Linked DNA regions of Pan troglodytes: region 1 is linked to region 2. A link is a contact called in public Hi-C data. All regions are on one chromosome and are shown on one strand. The core of a region is the stretch at or near the end of the contact, and the rest is flanking DNA. Distances in the headings are between cores, read along the strand shown. Region 1 holds the start of RSRP1 (arginine and serine rich protein 1). Region 2 holds the start of MTFR1L (mitochondrial fission regulator 1 like).

Region 1 (4,188 bases), core at 314-2,813, 610 kb after region 2:
CTCTCAGGTTCAAGCAATTCTCCTGCCTCAGCCTCCCGAGTAGCTGGGATTACAGGCGCCCGCCACTATGTCAAGCTAATTTTTGCATTTTTAGTAGAGATGGGGTTTTGCCATGTTGGCCAGGCTGGTCTCGAACTCCTGATCTTAGGGGATCTTCCCGCTTCGGCCTCCCAAAGTGCTGGAATTACAAGCGTGAGCCACCGCGACTGGCCTTGTGTTATTTTTCTGTCCACTCACACAGCTTTATGAGAACTTTCGGCAAAGGTTTCTGATGGATGGGCATTGTATCTTCACTGTCTTGAGATTTAGAGAAGAAACTGTTTAAGAACTACTTCCATCATGATGCATCCTCAGGAGATGTGGATGAACTGCGGAGATGTGGGGTGAAGATGAACAAGAGATGAGTGAGTTTGTATCTCCCTCTAAAGAAAGTGGCTTTTGTCAAAATGTACTTGTAAAGAAGTGTATAGGCTGGGCAAAGTGGCTCACGCCTGTAATCCCAAAACTTCAGGAGGCTGAGGCGGAAGAATCGCTTGAGCCCAGGAGTTGGAGACCAGCCTGGGCAACACAGTTAGATCCCGTGGGTAAAAAAGTACAAAAATTAGCATGGTGATGCATGCCTGTAGTTCCAGCTCTTCGGGAGCCTGGGCTGCAGTGAACCGTGATGGCCCCACCACACTCCAGCCTGGGCGAGTGAGACCCTGTCTCAAAGAAAAAAAAAAAAAAAGGCAATTAACCCACAATTTTCAAGGCAATTGTTATGCTTTATTACAAGAAGTGTTTGAAATGCATACCATTTGTAGATCCCTAGAAGTAAAATAGTCACCTTTGTTTACACTCACACCAAACACAGTTTTTGGAAGAGATATCGCAGACTTCATTATTATCCCCAGATTAAAGGTCAGTTTTGAGTCTTTTTATTTTGTTTCGACCTTATTACCTTCCTAGCCAAAACATGGAAGTAAAACATCTTTTCTACGTTAATACTGCATTTCCAGGGATCTTGGGGTGTTCCGGGGGAGGGTGCGGTCCCTCCTCTGTCATGGCGGGGTGTGGACGCGGTCGCCTTCTCCTGGCGCCGCGGTACCTAGGACAGGAGGAAGAGGCCAGAAAGGGTCCAGGGAGGCTCAGGCCGGGTCTGCGACTTGCCGGTGGGTGGCGGCAACGACCCTGTGGGCACCAGCCCGTCAGACGGCCCCAGCTCCGAGCCCGGCTGCGAGCCCTCTCCAGCCTGCAGCCGCTCCCCTCCCGGCCCTACTCCCCGCCCGGCACTGACGTCAAGCCCCGCCCGTGCAGTGAGGCCAGAGCCTGGTGTAGCCCCACGCGGGGCCGTCCCATCTTCGAAGTTTTCTGGTGACTGGGTCGGTCCCGCAATTATCTCAGATCGGGGGGGAAGCCAAGGGCAACGGGACACCCTGATGTATCAAGCACCGCCCCCTGGAGGCAAGAGCGCGAGGCACAGGGCGCGGCTTGGGGAGGGAGGAGGCAGGGCGGTGGTTGGGCAAGAGGAGAGCCACGCCCACCACGGAACATCTCTGCGCATGCGCTGGGGGGGGCCAGCTTCTGGTACTTTTGACGCGTCTGCTAACGTAGTCCCTCAGTGCGCATCCGGACGTCGGAGGGGGAGGTTTTGGAATTCGCCGTTCGAAAGCAGGGACGTAAAGCCCCACTTCGTCTTACGTTTCGAAAGGAAGGCGTCTGTTGGGCCTTTCTCTCAGTCGTGAGGGAGGCGTCGACGGCCTGCGGTAAGTTTTCTGCTGACGGGGTCTCTCAGGACCACCGCAGTGGTCTCTCTGGAGTGAGGGACGGGAAACGTGCCGGGCCCCGCGTTTGGGGAACGCAGCGTTTTGCTTCAAGGCTGCGGCCTCAGGGCGCCGAGCGGGGTTTCTAGGGCTCGGTTCCTGTCGCGGCGGTCGCCGCCCGCGCCGTGGCTCCGCCTCCCGGAGGTTCCCCGACTGTGGCTTCCGGGTGGCCAGGCGCCGGCTTCCGCGACTCGACTTGTTTTTCTCTCGGTTTTTTAGGAAGTCCTGAGTTGAGGCTTGCGGGATCCTTTCCGGAGAAAGCGCAGGCTAAAGCCGCAGGTGAAGATGTCCAACTACGTGAACGACATGTGGCCGGGCTCGCCGCAGGAGAAGGATTCGCCCTCGACTTCGCGGTCGGTCGGGTCCAGCCGGCGCTCGTCGCGGTCTAGGAGCCGCTCTTTTTCCAGAAGCTCTCGGTCCCATTCCCGCGTCTCGAGCCGGTTTTCGTCCAGGAGTCGGAGGAGCAGGTCAAAGTCCCGTTCCCGAAGGCGCCACCAGCGGAAGTACAGGCGCTACTCGCGGTCATACTCGCGGAGCCGGTCGCGATCCCGCAGCCGCCGTTACCGAGAGAGGCGCTACGGGTTCTCCAGGAGATACTACCGGTCTCCTTCGCGGTACCGGTCCCGGTCCCGGTCCCGTAGCAGGTCGCGCTCTCGGGGAAGGTCGTACTGCGGCAGGGCGTACGCGATCGCGCGGGGGCAGCGCTACTACGGCTTTGGTCGCACAGTGTACCCGGAGCAGCACAGCAGATGGAGGGACAGATCCAGGACGAGGTCGCGGAGCAGAACCCCCTTTCGCTTAAGTGAAAAAGGTGGGTGGGTCATTTACCTTTCCATTTGTGGTAATGTATGGCGACAGTATATGAGTAGGCTAGGGAACCAACGTTGCTGTGTAGTTTCAATATTAGTTCCTTTAGTGCCCGAAATCTTTTTTGTTGGAGGAAAGAGGGAGGACATTACCTGTATTTAAGTGGACAGCATTCTCTTTAGGGTTAAAGGTCAACTGGATGTTAAATGGCTCAGGATGTAGGGAACTTTTTTCCTATTGGCTGACTGTTCTTAGTGGGTGGAGCCTTTTAAATGTTATGATTAAGTTAAAGGTTCTAAGTTAACGTGATTGGGAAGAACAATATCAAAACACGCCTTCTTTTAGTTGACATTATTACTGAATAAAATTGGATTGTCGAGCATCCTAAATGACCTAGGAGGCCGGGCGCGGTGGCTCACGTCTGTAATCCCAGCACTTTGGGAGGCGTAGGCGGGTGGGTCACTTGAGGCCAGGCGTTCCATACCAGCCTGGCCAACATAGCTCACTGTCTAGTAAAAGTACAAAAATTAGCCGGGGGTGGTGGTGGAAATACACTTTAGTAGTGTATCAGTATTGGTTCAGTGGTTGTGATAATTATATAAAGAATCTATAGCAGAAAACCCTGGTTTTCAGAAATACATCTTTGAAGAGAAAGCAAAATAATATCACTATTAGCTAGAGAAAATTAAGTACAACAAAAAGACAAAATAATAGGACGCTCAGGCCTTAAGAAAACTGAAAACTAATTGTTGAGATAATTTAAGAATTTTATTCTTTTCAGCAAGAAATGAGCTGGAGAATAGAATTTTCAGTGAATAAAGTTACACAGTTGTCCCTCTGTTCACTCGGGGGATTGGTGCCAGGACGCATATGGAACCCTCGCGCACACTTGGGGTTTACAGTCTCTCAAACACTGTGGTACTTTCTATCTGCATTTAGTAAGGGGGAAGAAAAACAAGTATAAAGTGGACGAGCACAGCTACTAGTGTTCAAGGGCAACCTTAGTTTATCTATTATAAAACAAGTGACTTAATATATTTAATACCACAAAATAACATATTTATTGTGTAATTCTGAGTTCTCTTGGGAAATAACTACCAGATTAATGAGTATTTTAAAGTCTCTCTCTTTTTTTTTTTTAGATCGAATGGAGCTGTTAGAAATAGCAAAAACCAATGCAGCGAAAGCTTTAGGAACAACCAACATTGACTTGCCAGCTAGTCTCAGAACTGTTGCTTTAGCCAAAGAAACAAGCCGTGGAATAGGTGTATCAAGTAATGGTGCAAAGCCTGAAGTAAGTATTCTAGGTTTGTCGGAACAAAACTTTCAGAAAGCCAACTGTCAAATCTGATTAGCCACTTATATCTTAGATTATACTTTTTGGGAAGTCTAGAGATGTATGTAATGTGCTAAATTCAAAGTAGCAAATCTGAAGATAGGCAATGTCATACCCATGAAAATGGGAGATTAATGAGCTTTATTTGGCCGTGCATGGTGCCTCATGCCTGTAATGAGGCAGATGGCTTGAGTCCAGGAGTTCAAGACTAGCCTGGGCAATGTGGCAAAACCGCGTGTTTAC
Region 2 (3,953 bases), core at 1,425-3,924:
GCTGAGGCAGGAGAACGGCGTGAACCCAGGAGGCAGAGCTTGCAGTGAGCCGAGATCACGCCACTGCACTCCAGCCTGGGTGACAGAGCGAGACTCCGTCTCAAAAAAAAAAAAAAAAAAAGATTTGCCTAGTGAGCTTGGCCAACCCAAGAGCCTTCCTGGGCTCTCAGGTTTCTTGAGGCAAAACTTCTAAAGATGCAAATAGAATCCTTGGTAGCTACAAAGCTCATCTAGCCAAATTATAAGTACTATCCAAGCCCAGGATTCATTCTTGAAGATGAGATGTAAAAGCACTGCTGGGCCCTTGCAAAGGGGGAGATCAGAGAAAATAGGAGAACGAACACCAGCTCATGCCAATCTCAGTCTCCTGAGCTACAGAGAAAAAGAGCCAAAAAAGTTTATCCTGGCTCAGCCACCTTCTGGCTTTGTAGCTACAGGCAAGTTATTTAACTTTTCTGAATGTTGGTTTTTCCATCTGGAAAAAGGAGACAGGAAAAGCTGCCACTGGAGGCTACCCTAAGGGTCAATGAGTGAAATGGGGTTGAGTGCTTAATGAACTGTTAAAACATGACACAGATGGGTGAGGTGACATCTGACTGCTCTTCACAGCAGTCCTTGCATGGTGAGCAGATGCAATCAGTGTGCTCGTTCATTCACTTGTTCATCAAACACCAGCAGTACCCACTTGTGCCAGGCCTTGTGCTGGGCACCGTAGGGGCTATGGAAGGAGTAAGACACAGTCATGCTCTCAAGGAACTCGCTGTCCAGCAGAGTGATAGGACATGAATACATACTTCTAGCAAAGGCTGAGTAGCATTAGGCAGGTGGCCAGATGAGGTCAGAGCTCTGGCCCTAGTGCCCTGTAGTAAGTTGCGAGGGAGTAGGAAATGAAGACAAAACAGCAAGAGCACAGGTCCAGCACAAGAAGGTGAAGGACATGGAAAGAGGAGCAGAGCATGATAAAGCTACAAAAGTAGGGGGCAAGTCATGAGGTCCGGGTCACTGGGGAGCCCTGGACAGGCTCTGAACGGGAGATAGACTAGACTGACAAAGCAGCTCTTTCTGGAGACCTCCTGTGGAGGGTCCCCTCTTCTACCCTTGGGAGACGAGGTGTCATTCACTTTACGATACACATGGGGAAAGGAAGTTGGACAGGGGAAGGCACTTGTCTAAGGTCACTCAGTGGTCATGCCAGTGCAAAGCACCCAAAGCCTGGTCCAGGTCCTGCCACCTCCTGCGTGGGCTCCATCTTCTCGGCTCAGTTCAAGCCTTTATTATCAGAGTCCCTCTGTGTGCCAGGCTCTGTGCTGAATGTCCGTGTCGGCCACAAATTGCACTAACGGTGCTTACTGCCACTTCCTCTCCGACCTTACCTCCAAAGACCCAGCTGGGCCTAACCCTCACACACAGCCAGAGGAATCCTTCCCAAACACACTGTTAATCACATTGCTCATCCGTTTAAAACTGGCTTACTAGAGCCAACACAGGATAAAATCCACAATCAGTCCCAAACCCATCTTTCTCTGCCGTCTCTAGACCACACTCACTGAGCACCAAGGCCTGCACGCTTCGCAGCCAGCCCTCCTGCTCTCCCCCTTGCCCTCCAGCCACACTGGCCCTCAACCCCCAACACTGGGCCCACCTCTGAGCCCTGCATCAAACAGCAGCACCCCCTTCGCCGAGCTCATTCTTCATCATTCCTCAGAGCTCAGCTTAAGCATCACCTTCCTTCCCTGCGACAGGGTCAGGTCCTTTCCTGTGCGCTCCGCAGCACCCTGCCTGTCCCTCGGAGTCCTCGCGAGAGGAACTAGATAACTGTGATCCCCGCGCACAGCACGGTGTCTGCCTAGGACACAGTGAGCGCTTCAACGCGCTGAACTAAACGAATGAAGGGGAACACCAACTCAGCTGTCACCCCCGCCCCCAAGTGTCACTGGCTAGAAGATCTTCCCCCGGTTCGCCGGCAGCACCGGTGGGTCTTGTCACCTCTGCGCCCCGCAGCCCTCCGGAGGCTGCAGTTGCTGTCTGTTGACAGGCGTCCCCTCAGGAGAACGGGAGCTCCTCCAGCGCAGGGCCCCGCTCAGCACCCCTGGTCCCGGGGGCCCCCACGGAGGCCGCCGCGCTCAGTGAAACTTTGCCGCGCGCAGCAGTGGCCGGAGACCCGCGCGGACCCTCTCCCCGCGGGGACCCGCCAGGGCGAGTCGCCCCTCCCCCGCGGCAGACGACCCGACCTGGGCCAAGGTCGGCCAAGTCCTCGCCGCCTGCCCAGCGGCCCTTGGACCCACAGGACCCGGACCCGAGTGCGCGGAAGCCTCCGAGCCGCGGCCAGGTCTCAGAATGCGCGGCGGGGCAGCCCGGCCCGTCAAGCAGCGAAGCCGAAACTAGAAGCCTGAGGTCTGGCTTGGTCACTGTTTGCTGGGGAACTCCGACGAGCAACTACCCTTCGGGAACTCAGTTTCCCCCGGGCCAAGTGAGACGGACAGCTGCGGCTCCCGCGAGAACTCGCGCGGGAACAGGAGCTGCGGGCTCCGCACAGCGCCCGGCACGTAGACCCAGTCTACTAACGGGCTGGAAGGTCGCGCTCCCGCCTCCGCGCCGCCGTAGAACCTTTCTCACCTCAGGCTCGGGCTCCCGGACTCTCTCACCTCACGGCCCCTCCTTCCACCTTGGGCCGCCCAGCCTCAACCTCCTTCACTTCCGCTGACCCGCCCCCCGGAAGCGATCCTCCGCAGCTGCGCACCGAGCCGCACCTCCGCGCACCCTCAGGAGGCGGGTCCAGCTCGGCGGCGAGGGGAGCGCGGCCCCCGAGTGGGCGAGGCGCTGGCGGCCGTAGGCTCCGATACCGCGGAGCACACTCCCCTCCATCGAGACCGTGGCCCCGCGGGGTCTGTGTCCCCGGGAGGAGTTGGCTGCGTTTGGAAATCCCTCGGCCTGGTATTCGTCGCGTCTCCCTGCTTGTTGCTCTCCACGTTTAGCCCCATCCGACTTCTGGAAGCCCAGGGGTGTGTCGCTCGACCCCTAAAATATGCTCCTACCCCTAGGGCAAACTTCAGAATCCTCACCCTGGCCCCCTTCCCAGTTCTTGGTTCCCAGGCAGGTCCCTTTGCAAAGCCTCTCTCCAGCAAGAATGCGCAGAATGGGCCTCTTTCTCCTCTGACTCCTGCCCTCCAGCACTTTGCAGCTTTCTTCTATTTTAGCCTCTCTCTCTCTCTCTCTCTCACACACACACACACACACACGGTATATTCAATGAGTTTGCTTATTAGATGGGTACTTGGTGTACAAGACTCCAGAGGCTCTGTGGGAAGAGCCACATTCCTTCCAGGCTCACTAACCCACTCCCTCTTTGTGCTCCGGCCCTCACTGTCTTGGTCTGTGGCATGCAGTTCCTGGGTCACATTTCCTTCTCTGCCTTCAGCACAGCCTCGGGCTGTGCCTGGCTCCCAGGCTGGAGTTCCTTGGTTCCAAAGCCTGCAGTCCCCTCTGCCAGAGACAGAGCTGGTTTCATGGGTGAACAGCCCATGCAGTCACAACGGGCCGCATGCTCAGAATCCTGTACTTGGTTTAGTACTTTGCTGTTGCCGTCTTGAAATGATTTTCTAATAGGGGGTCTTGTGTTTTCATTTTGCACGGGGCTGTGCAAATTATGTAACTGGTCCTGGCTAGAGACCTCAGAGGTCGTCCACCCTGATCTCCACCATATCTCAAACGCTGAAGATTGACTTCCAGGTCTGGCCCTCTTCCCAGGATGGCACATTGTGTTTTAATCATTACCTTTCCCTCCTGTGCGATGGCGGATCATGCAAGTCCACGCTGGCTGTCTGTCCTGGGTGTAGATGCTGATTTGGTGTCCCACTCAGATCCCCTTGCAGGAAGAATGGAGCCCCCTACCTGGGAATTTCCTTCACCTCCCAAGCCAATGACTGATACAAGGTCCAAAAGGCCAGTTCAGC

Evidence for each region. Hi-C and Micro-C count contacts between places; a contact is called where the count stands out from the background.
Region 1: a Hi-C map of stem cell-derived neural progenitor cells shows a contact between it and region 2, with 4 times the contacts expected there. The contact joins the promoter of RSRP1 here to the promoter of MTFR1L in region 2. A contact is called at or near these places in 1 of 7 Hi-C or Micro-C datasets (stem cell-derived neural progenitor cells) and 1 of 1 datasets of contacts at active chromatin or transcription factors (stem cell-derived excitatory neurons).

The regions. Positions count from the first base shown.
Region 1 is chr1:205,763,776-205,767,963 of NHGRI_mPanTro3-v2.0_pri, forward strand. It overlaps RSRP1 (arginine and serine rich protein 1), which reads left to right and starts at 1,564. Exons shown (of 5, transcript NM_001251891.1): 1 at 1,564-1,745; 2 at 2,022-2,613; 3 at 3,752-3,903. The coding sequence starts at 2,088.
Region 2 is chr1:205,152,293-205,156,245 of NHGRI_mPanTro3-v2.0_pri, forward strand. MTFR1L (mitochondrial fission regulator 1 like) reads right to left here and starts at 2,675. Exons shown (of 7, transcript NM_001246545.1): 1 at 2,617-2,675.